Regions from separate parts of the Mus musculus genome. Here regions 2, 3, 4 and 5 are each linked to region 1. A link is a contact called in public Hi-C data. All regions are on one chromosome and are shown on one strand. The core of a region is the stretch at or near the end of the contact, and the rest is flanking DNA. Distances in the headings are between cores, read along the strand shown. Region 1 overlaps 4921529L05Rik (RIKEN cDNA 4921529L05 gene). Region 2 overlaps Chn2 (chimerin 2). Region 3 overlaps Chn2 (chimerin 2). Region 4 overlaps Chn2 (chimerin 2). Region 5 overlaps Chn2 (chimerin 2).

The links. A called contact is a pair of places that touch in the nucleus more often than the background predicts.
Region 2: a Hi-C map of liver shows a contact between it and region 1, with 2.3 times the contacts expected there. The contact joins two enhancer-like sites. A contact is called at or near these places in 7 of 39 promoter capture datasets (the C10 cell line, the HPC-7 cell line, cranial neural crest and 4 more), 2 of 15 datasets of contacts at CTCF or cohesin (large pre-B cells and stem cell-derived epiblast-like cells), 6 of 484 Hi-C or Micro-C datasets (B cells, bone marrow-derived macrophages, embryonic stem cells and 2 more), 5 of 115 datasets of contacts at active chromatin or transcription factors (acute myeloid leukemia, double positive thymocytes, embryonic basal ganglia and 2 more) and 2 of 9 other capture datasets (adipose tissue and liver).
Region 3: a Hi-C map of liver shows a contact between it and region 1, with 6 times the contacts expected there. The contact joins two enhancer-like sites. A contact is called at or near these places in 4 of 484 Hi-C or Micro-C datasets (bone marrow-derived macrophages, granulocyte-monocyte progenitors, liver and 1 more), 2 of 115 datasets of contacts at active chromatin or transcription factors (bone marrow-derived macrophages and embryonic basal ganglia) and 1 of 9 other capture datasets (adipose tissue).
Region 4: a contact with region 1 is called in a Hi-C map of bone marrow-derived macrophages, with 31 read pairs. The contact joins two enhancer-like sites. A contact is called at or near these places in 2 of 39 promoter capture datasets (3T3-L1-derived adipocytes and cranial neural crest), 3 of 484 Hi-C or Micro-C datasets (bone marrow-derived macrophages, granulocyte-monocyte progenitors and myeloid progenitors), 3 of 115 datasets of contacts at active chromatin or transcription factors (bone marrow-derived macrophages, embryonic stem cells and microglia) and 2 of 9 other capture datasets (adipose tissue and embryonic stem cells).
Region 5: a Hi-C map of liver shows a contact between it and region 1, with 5 times the contacts expected there. The contact joins two enhancer-like sites. A contact is called at or near these places in 1 of 484 Hi-C or Micro-C datasets (liver), 2 of 115 datasets of contacts at active chromatin or transcription factors (the HPC-7 cell line and embryonic stem cells) and 1 of 9 other capture datasets (adipose tissue).

The regions. Positions count from the first base shown.
Region 1 is chr6:53,994,403-53,996,965 of GRCm38.p6, forward strand. 4921529L05Rik (RIKEN cDNA 4921529L05 gene) reads left to right here. Exons shown (of 4, transcript NR_110484.2): 2 at 1,396-1,510. Among named protein-coding and RNA genes, the nearest start is that of 4921529L05Rik, 17 kb to the left of the region's middle. Within about 2 kb of position 1,294, at least 21 of the 459 cell types and tissues checked have an H3K27ac peak or open chromatin away from gene starts, as enhancers often do. A contact at or near this core is called in bone marrow-derived macrophages, liver and myeloid progenitors, where this site is marked.
Region 2 is chr6:54,225,970-54,228,532 of GRCm38.p6, forward strand. All of the region lies in intron 6 of Chn2 (chimerin 2), which reads left to right. Among named protein-coding and RNA genes, the nearest start is that of Gm15527, 28 kb to the right of the region's middle. Within about 2 kb of position 1,287, at least 5 of the 459 cell types and tissues checked have an H3K27ac peak or open chromatin away from gene starts, as enhancers often do. A contact at or near this core is called in liver, where this site is marked.
Region 3 is chr6:54,177,996-54,180,558 of GRCm38.p6, forward strand. All of the region lies in intron 2 of Chn2 (chimerin 2), which reads left to right. Among named protein-coding and RNA genes, the nearest start is that of 9530036M11Rik, 27 kb to the left of the region's middle. Within about 2 kb of position 1,291, at least 28 of the 459 cell types and tissues checked have an H3K27ac peak or open chromatin away from gene starts, as enhancers often do. A contact at or near this core is called in bone marrow-derived macrophages and liver, where this site is marked.
Region 4 is chr6:54,157,261-54,159,823 of GRCm38.p6, forward strand. All of the region lies in intron 1 of Chn2 (chimerin 2), which reads left to right. Among named protein-coding and RNA genes, the nearest start is that of 9530036M11Rik, 6.1 kb to the left of the region's middle. Within about 2 kb of position 1,276, at least 32 of the 459 cell types and tissues checked have an H3K27ac peak or open chromatin away from gene starts, as enhancers often do. A contact at or near this core is called in bone marrow-derived macrophages and myeloid progenitors, where this site is marked.
Region 5 is chr6:54,123,230-54,125,792 of GRCm38.p6, forward strand. All of the region lies in intron 1 of Chn2 (chimerin 2), which reads left to right. Among named protein-coding and RNA genes, the nearest start is that of 9530036M11Rik, 28 kb to the right of the region's middle. Within about 2 kb of position 1,297, at least 13 of the 459 cell types and tissues checked have an H3K27ac peak or open chromatin away from gene starts, as enhancers often do. A contact at or near this core is called in liver, where this site is marked.

The DNA.
Region 1 (2,563 bases), core at 44-2,543:
ATGGCGGGAGTAAAACTGCCAGTCCAGAGCACATCCTCAAAAGCCGCCTCTTAAGTGCTTCTCAGATTCCTCTAACTCAGACCTATGGGTCAAAGATATGTCCCCACCTAGGTCCCGAAGACTGGTGGAGCACTGGAGCACTTTCCATGTGGGGAGAAGCAAGGACCAAGGAACTCCAAGATGGAATCTTAAAAACTAATAGAGAAACTTCATGGCGGAAGCTGGAACAGAGACTGGCCTGGCCCTTGCCTAAGGGTGACACGCAGTTTCCTGAAGGTTCCATAAGAGAGAGAAAGCTCCTGCAATGTCATGATGGGACGAGCTCCTTGTTTGTTTTGTTTTCTCTTCCACCTTCCCAGAGCTGTTGTCTTAGAATTCCAACGCCATAACATGAAACTACTTCCCCACTCCAATACTTGCAAGCTCAGGGGTCGCCTGAAAAACGAACAGTGGTTCATTCCCTCTGCCTGACAATCAACATACATTCCTTGATCCTCCAGTGCAATCATTTTTATGACTGTTTTTCTAATTATAAAATATAATCATATAATTTTCCCTTTCCTCTCTTTGACCCCTCCCACTCAAATGCATGGCATCTTATTTTTAATTGTTGTTCCATTTGCATGCATGTTCTATAGATAGATAGATAGATAGATAGATAGATAGATAGATAGGTAGATATAGATGATAGATAGGCATATATATGCATTTAAACATATATATGCATATATATTCCTAAGTATAAAATACAATTTTTTATCTGATAACAAGTGGTCAGTCCCGAGGTCATATGCAAACAGGTAACACCATACGGATTAGGCAATCCTTTTAATGGTAATCAAGTGCCAACCCGGAGCCAAACACTCTTGCATTGCTGCTGGAAACACTACGGAACACCCTGATGTGATCTGTGCTATATCCTCATTCTGTACATGGGAAACTGAGACTCAGGTTAAGTAACCACTCAAGGTAACATTGCCAGTAAGTGATTTGAGTGTATACCATTAAAAGTCATCAGGTGGTGGGCAGGGAGCCAAAGGGCAGAAGGAAGAGGCTAGATTAAAAATGGCAAGGATGCACAGTGGTCGGCAGCAAAGACAGTACTGGGGGGGGGGGGAGATTCATTCTCAGCCCTTGCAGCACCAAACTGGACACAAGTGAGAAGCACTGGGAACCGTCCCTCCCAGCCCTGTCTCTAGCTGACCTCGGCTGCCCACCCAGCCAGAGGCCTGGCAGCGTTGCAGCCCAGCCCAACCCTCCAGGCAAGGAAAAAAAAAATCAATCACTGCTATTTTAAGTCACTTTCAATTTAAGGCAGTTTATTGTGCAACTAAAGCTAACTGAAGCTCTAGTTTTGTGGCCTGGAACAAATTGCTTAATGCCACTGAATCTTAGTTTTTCCAGAGTGCCTCCCTGTTGTGTCATCGGGCAGACTAGAAGAAAACCCTGGTGCAGATTGTGGAGTCTCCAGACTGCAGACTTAGTTTCCTGTCATACATTATGCATGGAGGTATTTCCTATCCACTTAACTCTTCACAGAGAAGAATTTGCTAGTGGAAGAAAAGTGATTCTTTAAAACTATATTCAGTGCCTTGAATGTTTATAGGGCCCACGGTGAGCTTAAAAATGCAAGTCCATACTCAGATGCCCAGGTGCGTAGACACTGCCAAGTTAAGAAACCATTGGATGCTGTAGGTTCTGCCTTCCTACCTTGATATCCTCATTAAGGTGTATCATTATACAAAAGACCAGGTTTGAAATTCAGGTTCTGCATTTCAAGGTGGAAACCTGGAAAGGTGCTTTCCTATCGTGCTCTGCAGCTACCTCTCTCTACAGGAAAATCTCTAGACCATAGGTTGAAGCTCAGACCAGCAACACTGAAGCAGCTGGCAATAGCCACCTCTTGGGTTTAGGAACACAGTAGCAAGAAGCAACATTGTCTTCCCCTGGGGGTTACTCATCTAGATACAATTTGTCTGCTTGCATGTGGATCCTAAAAACAGGTCTTGTGGCTTTTGTAGGAGGAATTTACAACCCTGGATTGAGGAACAGTGGGCTTAAGGGCATGGTGTTCAATGGTGCATTTCCATAGACTCCTACCTGTATTGGAGGGAGTACCACAGTCAAGGGCCAAGGCAGAGCAGTTTCTACTGTGCAGCCTTGGGCAAGGGCCTCTTGGGTTAAACACAAAGAAAGCTGCTAGCCAATATATGCCTTTGACCAAAATGCAGCTGAAAACGAAAGCCAAACTGACTCTTGTAGTAAACACAGACTGGATCACACATAAGCATTCATATTTACGATCATGTTGCACCAAAAACCCCACTACAGTTTATTTTAGGAGAGATAAGTATTGCAACATTGGAAAGTTTAAAGGCATTTCACAACCATTTAGTTTTGTCGATGTTGAGTAAAACATGGTTTCTATTGGGAAATTTCTGTTCCTGGAAAGAAGCTTTCATTCATTTGATGTAATTGTCATCTAGGGGGCTTACTGCTGAATAAGCTCACCCTTACCAGTTTCTTCTGAGCTCTGGCTGGTTTGTTCAGCTCAGCTGTTCTG
Region 2 (2,563 bases), core at 37-2,536, 230 kb after region 1:
ACAGAGAAATCTGGAGCCACAGTGTGACTGGGTGTGGAAGGCAGGTGGTGAGAGTTCAAGGGTTAACGGAAATGCCCATCAATGCCCACCTTGCCCCGCCTTCTTCTGCTGCAGAACTCCCTCTCTGGCCCACATCCTCTTCCTTTCTCTGTGCCCTCAGCCTGAAATGCTCTCTCCCTCCTGCGATCTTCAGGCTTCTTTGGGGTCCAGTGCAGACACTTCTTTCTTTGTGAAGCCTGCTAGGATTCACCTCACGCCTCAGAACCACCCCAGAGCCCGGCACACAGTCTTGATGTGGACTTAGTATCCTAGGTAACTGTTACACCTGCTATCCTCCAACTGTGGCCCTGAATACCAACGTCTTTGGCCTTCCTGAGACCATAGTTAGACATGCAGTGGTCAGAGCCACTGGATCAGGTCTTCCGGGGGCTCTGGTCGATCTTTGCTGGGCTCCAGATGGATCCACACAGGCAGTGCTGGGGAACTTGTGATCTGGTGCTTTTACGCATCCAGGTGAAAGCCTTTTTTTTTTTTGGTGACTCCTGGTTCCGAATCCCCGCACATCCCTAAGTGCTTACCTGCAAACACTTGTTGAATGAAGCAGGAGCAGATAATGCAATGTCACAAACGGAGCCAAATTCACAATGAAGATCAGTGTATCTCAGATGCACCCAGAGCCAGGTCAAGGCTCTTCTCTGGACAAGCTCTTTGATCCAGGGGCTGTGAGCCTCCTGCTGCATGAGGAGAAGCCAGGGCCCAGAGGAGAGGGGATCCAGAGACCGTCTGAGCAGATGCTTTGCTGTACATGACAGGAGACTGAAACATGAAACACAGGGTGTTTCTGAAACCTCTCAAAGGCTCAGAAAATGCTGCCTTAATCTTCACTCCATGTAGACTACTTATAATTAAGATCTCTGAGGTGTGTCCATTACAGCACTAGGTGCCTGCCTGAATCAGCCGGATCTGAAGTGAAGTCATATCACACTTAGTGGCCCCAGCAGGACCCCTGCAGGAAGCAGAAGGCTGGAAGTCTCAAGAGAATTGGTTGAACTGGAAAACTTTCCCTTGGATTATCCAGAGCGGGCCACCACCACTTACTCAAGGGTCCAGGGGTAGCAGGAAGATTCTGGAAGGTTCATGAGAACTGGAGTGGGAACTGATACCCCACATCACTGTCCCTCTCCCAGCCCCCAATTTCTCTCCTTCTACCTTCTGCCTGCACTTCCCATTGGGCAAACCCAGCCAAAGTCCAGGGGCACAGTGCAGGGAGCAGGGTGCAGCCTCCAGGGTCCAGTCTACTGATAGGGGCCAGGCAAGAGAGACAGGAATCAGAGAGAGTGTGGTAGTGAAAAGCGTGGGAGAAGCCAGCCCAAGCACACAGCAGTCCTTATGCCCTTAGTCAGCATGGTTCTCATAGCATCCTGTACAAAGCTAACTGGCTTCCGAAGCCCAGCATGCCTTACATGTGACGATGCTACAGTCCCTTTCTCAGATGGGCTCACGACTGTGTGCTGTGCTTGGGAGCTTGGTTTTGGGATGTTGAGTTTCTCTGTGTCCATTAGATTTAAGTAGAACATTGACCAGTGCCTTTAGCCAAGCTGAAGAGCTGCATTCAATTACACACCCCCTCATACCTACACATCCATGCATATGCACACACAAGCACACACACACTTACAGATATGCACATGAACACATACACACTCACACATGTACACATGCACCCCACACACAGGCATGCACACGCAGCACACAGGCACACACACACACACACACACACACACACACACACACACGCAGCACACACACACACGTAGATGAACACACATGCATGCGGAGCACAGACACACAGAGGGGCGTTGGTGGGGACTGGACCATTGATATAAAGGAGGTGGGACTAGAGCTGCTTGGATTACAGGGTCCAGAAAAACTGCCAATTCTCTCCTCAGGAGGTTCTTTGGAAATAACTGACATAACCAGGTTCCTCTCAGGAGTCAAGGGTAAATGAAGATGAGCGGAGCCTGGCTAGTGAAAATGACAGGTACAGTAATGACTGTGGTCATCCATCTTCCTGCCACGCACACACGGCCATAAAAACGGAACGGAGAATCGCTGCGTGAATGGATTTGAACTAGCTTGATGCTCTCAGGAAGCCAGGATTTACTGGCTATTGTTTTGAAGTCAGAATCTAACCACACGGATTTATCAGGGGTCTGAGCAACAGCTGACCTGGTTGTGGGGTGGGGCAGTGAAGGTGAGGGGAGCTCTCCCTTTATGTAGATGAGAGTTTTGGAAGGAAAACCAACCAAACAACAGACAACGCGTTCAGTCCTCTTGACCTGTGGAGTCAGAGGCTGCTGAGGTTCCCCTATCTAGTGCTACCCGGGCTGAGACCCTGGGCCATGAGCCGGGAGGTAGATCCAGGCAGAGAAGATGGACATTCTACCTCAGCTCGCTGCTTTTCTGTTTCAGAGACTCTTGTTTCCTAGCTTAGACTCTGGCCGTCCTTCCCAGCCCTTCACAGGTGTGCACTGGCTCACATGGAGGCACATTTGATAGAGGC
Region 3 (2,563 bases), core at 41-2,540, 180 kb after region 1:
GCTCTGGATTCGGGCATGTTTGGACATGACCCTTTCCACTCCCCTGGCCTTTTAAATTACTATTATTGTTGTTGTTGTTATTATTATTATTATTATTATTATTATTATTTGGATGATACTTTTCTTCAACTGGACTTTAACAAGTTCTTCCCATGTCATTTCTAGACAGACCCAATACCCCCAAGGGTATTGGCACTGCTTTCAGAAACATCAGGCAAAGAGACCACCCATTTATTAGTGCTTCGAGAAAACCATCAGAATGACATTTCAGCCCTCCTTGACTTCATTTTCCCATTCCTGACTTCATCTCTGTGGTCAAGGGGTTGGTAACTGCTAACTTTCCCTGACTGATCAGCATCAACTTTGGAATCAATCCTGCCTAAAACATGATCAGAAAATGTAGAGAAACACGGGAAGGGGGAAGAAGCTCACGGGTGCTAGGGAGGTAGCCATGAACAGCAGGCGTGCACATTGGGCAGTAAGGATCTTTAGAAATCTTCTTTTCCAGTGGTGTATGGATGGCGTCCCTGCATTCAGTCATTCATGCACCTAGTGCATATTAAGGGCCTGTCTGAAGCCAGAGAGTGCACTAGGAGCTGTTGGGCCATAAGGATACATAAGACCAAGACTTGACTGGAGAAAGCCCAATGTCACATGATGGCCCCAAATTTCTGCTCTCTCTCCATTTCCCTGTGGGATTAGAAGCTCTTGTTATCCTCTTAGAAACAAACACTATCACTTCCTTAGCTATGTCCTTGGGAGGCTCTTATCCCTAAACACCATACATCTGGAGCTCAACTACTAAAACCAACCCCCACCCCCACCCCACCCCACCCCACCCCATCCCACCCCCACCCCCGCAAAACCACAGGCAAAGTCACTGAGGAAGTGTTGGAGTTAATGGCCTAAAAGAATTGCCACTTTTGAATTCACTTAAAAACAACAAGGAAGCCACATTTGAATATTAAGTCAGAAGTGTGTGAAATGTGAGCCTGGAGCTGACAGGTTCAAAAGCCAACCGTTATGGGACTAGTCTGATTTTCTTTAGTAAGAGACCAAAAGCAACCATGCAGTTGATGCTGGAATGACAGCTCTCCCAGGAGCCCTCCTCCAGTGGGAGGTCAGGTACTCAGAGCTTGTGCTGATTATTCTAAACAGGAGCTTGGGACCTCACACCCTTGATCTGTAGAACTGCCAAAGTCAAATCACCTGACGGGAATAGGATAGTAGTTATTCTTTGATCCTATCCCAATCTGTGAGTCATAAAAGTAGCCTGTGTGCAATTTGTCAAACCCCATAGATCCTGCTTATGTACACAGATACCTGGCTCCCTGCTTTGGGGCCCCACACACCTTGTCTTTGGGTTACCATGGTGCCATTGGCCAAGCAGTGAATTTTAAGATAATATTTTATTAGCAAGGCAAAGCCTTCACATGGTAGCTAGAGGTGAGGTTGGAACCAGGAAGTCATCTATAGTACCAGTAACCTGCTGCTCATAGCTGGGGGACATGGCAGTAGCCAGGCTGATACTGCTTATTCATTATGTACTGGCCAGAGGCAGTACTTTTAGAAGGGAGTGGACTGCAGAGCCCAATCTAGAGGGCTAGGATCCACCCATCTCAGTCCTAAGTCCTGTTTTTGAGTGGCTTCAGCACTCTGCTTGCATGACCTTTCCCATATTGCCCACAGGAACATGTTGACTTATCCCTATGTTGACAAGGTGAGTCAACTTTTGTTATGCAAGAATAAAATATTAGCTTTCTCAATCCTTAGACTCCAAGGGGAGCAAGGTGTCCCTTCTCTACCTCCACAAACCTCAGGGACCTCCACCACTGCCAAACAGGTTGACCCAGTGGGAGAACTCTCTCCTGTGCTGGAAAAGGCCCCTGGCTAGGGAGGGCCTCCAGTATGCATGGGACATTGCTGTAGAAGCAGATGCTACCGTGTCACTCCTCTGCTTGTGGAACCACCTTAAGAGTGGCATTCATTCGTGCATTTTGCTTGTGAAGTATGTTTGTTGAGTTAAATCAGGAAGTGAGACTTTCAGACGTTGTGACATATTTTATACCTCAAATGCGCCTTGGAGAATTATTCCCGTGGGTGTTTGATTAGCTAACCCTTTAAATGGTGTACAGGACCCTACTGAAAGCTAAGGTAGGAAGCTTCCTGGCTTTTGATTGGCTCTCATGTCAGCATCCGGAGAGATAGACACATGACCCAAGTGGTCCACTGGCTTCCCTTCCATTTTGGCAAACTCTGCTGCTCAGAGAGCATAGAGCAAGCCTCAGGAGTCTGAAGACCTTTTGGCTGAGAAAAGGCCACTAGCTAATGATGTCTGTCATGTCACTTCCAGGAGTGGAAGTGGCTGCCTGGCTTATTGTGCTTCAGAAGCCTTTCCCACTTCCTCTTCCAAACCATCCCTTAAGCTTCTGTTCCCAGTGTGTGGCTGGTGAGCCTGCATTTCTCTATGCCCAAGTGACAACTGCCCCAGAGGGTGAGTTTACGGGATCTGGGCTGCTGACATCAAGCACACTGTCCAGAAGTGCACCATGCCTGCATCCTT
Region 4 (2,563 bases), core at 26-2,525, 160 kb after region 1:
GAGCATCTGGTGTGTAGTTAGCATCTGCCTCTCTGCTTTAGATGGTGCTAGCAACAGCTGAGCTAGGGAGGGAGACTGAGGTTTGGTGATCAGCCAGCAGCCCCACTAGGATAGATTCCCTTGGAATTCAAGCCTCATGGCCATTCTCTCCTGAAAGCCACAGGCTACTCTTTGGTAGGAGTCAGCCTAGGGCTTCTGCCTTGAACAAATGAACACTTGCCTGCCTGCATAGCCCCACCCATGACTCCATTTTTGACCCTCTCCTCAGTCTTCAGTAGTGGACACACCGTCCTCTTGCAAGACTGCTGACTCTATTCACCCTTTGGAATACAGTCAAGGAAAGCCAGTTCTCATCAAGCCATAGACTCTTAGCAGGAATGACTATCTAGCCTTGGCAGGGGAGGAATAAGGTCTCAAAACTGCTTAGCAGTCACATGGAAGTCTCCTTTCTTCTGCTACCACTCAGAAGGGAAAGCAACCATGCACTCTAATCTCAGTCATAACGCCCATAACCCAGCAGATAGCCCGGCAAACTCCTACTTAACCCTTACTGTCCAGTCCCACTGTTGCCTTTGGATGAATTGCCCTCATCACCTTCCTACTCAGCCTTGCTCCTGCGCGCCAGTCCTCTGGCACCCTCTACATTTCTGCACTTGTTCTATCCCAGCATCCCCCCTTCCTCCTCATAGAAGGAAAGATTGTGTCATCTCTGTCTAACCAGTGTCCAGGCTGGGTCTAGGAGCAGCAATGGGTAATAACTTGTTAGGTGAGCACCTGGAGAAGACCATGTATCATTTATCCAAGTGCAGTGTGCAAATCTGTTGTTGCTTCTTAGGCCAAGGCCACTGGGTGTGGAAGAAATTACTAGTACCGATAGCCTCAGACAAGAGCTGACTATAAAGGAAAGGTTTATTTCAATATGTAGTTCCGTCTAGTAGTGCAAGCATGTCAGACATTCACATGCAGCAATTAGGAAGACAAATGTCCCACTGTGCAAACAGCAAGAAGATATGGCTGCTACCACATGCAGTACTGCTGTCCCAAACCCTAGGAAGACACACACCATCAAGATAACGGCAGGGAACAGGAAGAGATCCATTCTTCTTGTCAGTTTTGAAGTACACATACTTTCTCTTTTAAAAATCATTGGAGCCACTTGCTGTTGGTCTTAACCCTTTAATTACAGATATGCTGAAGCTGTTTCCTGCTCTGCCAGGACCTATGAGAGGCCTCCTTCCTCCCTGCATGCTTCTGCTGAAGCCCTTTGCATCACAGTGATAAATGCATGCTGTGCAGAGTCCAGCAGAGCCTGGCCTCTTGCAGGTCTGCAGTGCTCCACTACCGAGTCCAGACTGGTTTCTTTTTCCTGTGCACGACAGAACACTTCCTGTGCTTGCTGGTTTTTTTTTTTTTCTCTGTGGTTTGTCTGGCCAGACATTTGAAGTGTTACTTTTCCATGTGTTTGTTGTCTTAGAAATATTTCTTTTGTGAGAAGTTATTTTTAAAGCGAATGATGAACTACAGAGATTGAAACCTAGGAGCAAGGCTAAACCTGTAGTCCCGGGAGGTTCTGTGTCTCAGAACCTACCTCCCATCTAGAGAGCCCACTAGGTTCCTCTGTCTCTCCATCTTTATTTGTCTTAATATAGGGATAGATCAGGATTAGTTGATGTAATTCTGTAAGTAGGATTCTCCAGAAGAGCCAAACTGAGGGAATATATACAAGCATATACACGTGTGCACAGACACTTGTACACACACATTATCCCAGCAATGGTGCATCCCAGAGAGGTAGAGAATATGGAAGTTTTTCAGACCTATAAGCTAAACAGCTCAGTCTCAGTCCAAAGCTTTAGGCCTGGAAGGTCCCTGATGAAAGGCTGAAGAAATCAGAGACTTCTGGTAGCAGTGATCCATAGAATACCCAAAGGGAAGAATAAGGATTGCACATGCTCGTGGATGCTGCCTACGTCCAAGTCCTTTCCGTCTGCCTATCAGCCTGTTGGATGGCGCCACTCATGTTCAGGTGGACCCCCAACCCTCTGCTCACTCTCTCACCTGTCAATCCACTTTGGAAATGTGCCCATGAACACATAGGTGTGTTCTTGTACCAGTCCTAGATAGATAGCTCTTAATCCTGTCAACCTGTCATAAGACCAGCCCATCACAGTTGCTACAGATGAATAGCTACTTAAGAACTTGTAGAAAAAAAAATCCAATAACAGGTTTGATGCTATAAAGAAAGTGTACTGAATTCTCATGATAAGGTATAAGTCAATCTTTCTAAGATGACCATTTGGTGACATAGGATTGACTGCAAATATTCAGATGGATGCAAATGAGCTAGCCATTTCGTGCAAGGTACATTCGCCTTGGAGCCTTGGGTTCTCCTCTAAAGAATAGTACAGTGCTGGCCACCTCGTGATGCTCGGGAGAGCGCATGTGGCATGGTTGTGAAGGGCCCAGTATGAGCGGCAGAATCTTATAAGGGAAAAGTCTTGGTTTTGCAGACTTGGAGAGAGCTTGGTGCTAGTACTCACTCCACTTCATCACATTCAGCTCA
Region 5 (2,563 bases), core at 47-2,546, 130 kb after region 1:
GCAGGTATCATGGACAGCTATGAATTTGAATTGAAGGGCTGAACTTCTGATGTATTTAAAGAGTTCTTAAGAATCTACAAGGAATGGCTGGAGAGATGGCTCAGTGGATAAAGCATGAGGACCTGAGTTCCAGTCCCCAGGACCCCAAGAAAAAGCTGGATGGAGTTGCATATGTCAGGAACCCAGCTTCTATGGCAAAATGAGAGGCAGAGACAGCAGAATTCCCAGAAGTTCTCAGGTCAGCTAGCGTGGCCTGGCATAGGTAGCAGCTAAGAGAACCTGTCTCAAATAAAGTGGATGGTAAAGACCAACAGCAGTGGTTTTCCTCTGTCATACAAATCTCTCTCTCTCTCTCTCTCTCTCTCTCTCTCTCTCTCTCTCTCTCTCTCTCTCTCTCTCTCTCTCTCTCTGTGTGTGTGTGTGTGTGTGTATGTATATATATATATATATGCACTTCATCTATGAGAGCATCCACACACAGAATCTTGGGCAGAATTTGGGTAGACCAGCAACATCTTGCTTTTGGTTTTGACATTGAGAGGGGAGGAGTTAGTGTAAGATCCAGGCTAAGAGTATCACACTGGAAAACAACAACATACCTAGATAGATCAGAGTGGAGACACTTGGATTTCCATCCATTTTCCTGTGTGTGTGTGTTTCTATTTCTTTATTAAATTCTACCTTCATGTCTTGATTGTTTTCATTACTGTATTGGACTGTTTTGTGTTCGTGGTCTTCATTAATTTATATCCTATTTAAGGTATTTGAACACACACATAATTGCTGTTTTGAAGTCCCTTTTTGTGCTTTAAGTGAGTTACTTTTCTTGGGAACTAATAATATAGGGTTAGGGCTGCTGACTTCTGGAGGAGGCATGGTGTCATGTCTGTGGTTTTGCAGTGGGAACTAAATTTCTGGAATTATGATGTCTGAGATGTTTGGTATGGATATCTGATCTCATCTCTCTTTGATGGGAATCACTTTCTTTCCTTGCTGTTGCCAATCTGTTGCCAGCCAAGGGTAGTGTCTGTAGGGTCCCTGGAAGAGAGCTGTTTTGTAGATCTTCAGGGAGTCACAAAGGAATAGGGATGGGCAAGAAGTAAAGGCTGAGAGGAGTAGTTTGAAAGAACTAGGGGTCCCCTGGGTCTGCAACAGGAGTCTGAGTCCCCAGAGGAAGGTGGTGGTCTAGGAGGAGCTCTAGTGGACAGGCCACAGTAGGACCAAGGATAATCCCGGAGAGACTGGATAAGAAGAGAATGACAGTTCCCCCCTTGTCCCTGGCAGAGAGAGATTCTGCAGGCCAGGGGAATCACAGAGAACAGGAGATAGGCTAGAATGGAAGGCGGAAAGGAGCCGCCAGGAAGAACTCCATCTATTTATCAGAAAAGCTAATAATGGCAGTCTCATTTCAAGGGAGGGCAAACACTGATAAATATTGAGAAAAGAGAGCTAAAAAGACATCAAGTTAATATTTTACTATCCCTTCTTCGATCTTGGAAAGCTCAAAGTCTTTTCCCACACTCATTTCATGATTTATTGATTCTGTCCTGCCAATTGGCTGATTGGAACAGACTCAGACACCTTGCCTTTAACTACAGCTTCCATTTCAATATTGCTTCACAATGCCAGCAGAGTTTTATGCATTCTCTAGCATCACTTATTGATATTGCCACCATTCTGGAATAATATCCACTAGTTAAAAACTGGATCATCATCAGTAAAAGCAACTAAAATGTTATTGACTTAGAATTCAAGGCTGAAATAATGTCTCTTGTATTGACTTTGGAGAAAAAGAAAACAATACTCCGTATAGCCCAGTGGTGATTTCACACTCACTTGTATTAAAAGTATGTTTAGAATCTCATCATTTCCCCATTTCTAATGCTGCCATGCTAGCCTCTAAAGAACGAGCCATATATGTCCTAGATGGCAGTGACCTCTTTACCAGACATTGTTGGCTGGGTCATGTCACAGGGCTTACTCTCTCTGGCTGACTTCTGGGTGACTGGCTCATCCCTCATCCCACTTGTGCTCCTCTGTGGAGACGACAGGGCTGTGGGAAGAGAGTCTCTAAGTTTCCAGCACTCTGCAGCTCCCGACCTCAGGGGCGGATGCTCTATACGACCTGACTTTTCCAAAAGAGGTGATGGCTGTCCTTGTGGACCCTTACTCAATCCCAACGCATGTCAGTGCATCCTCTTCCCTCCGCCAGCTGCCCCTTCTTCCCCACATTGATGAGTTTACAGCATACAAGCAGACTGTTGTTCCTCTCATTTGGAAAAATGGTTTGTTTTGTTTAGAGAAAACCCAAACAAACCAGACAGCCTTGCTGGACAGTATTCCCTCTCCCAGTGGCTACCCCATTTCTCTGCGGCCCTTGCAGAAAGCTCTGCCAGTCCTTGCCCCCATTCTTCCTCTTATTCACTCTGGCTAGCCCAGTCACTTCATCCACACCTCCCACATGCCACGCCCTCCCTCCTCCGCATTGACTGGGAGGAATCCTGCTCAGTTCTTCCCTATCATTTGCTAATCACAACCACACCTTCCTCCTGAACAGGCTGTT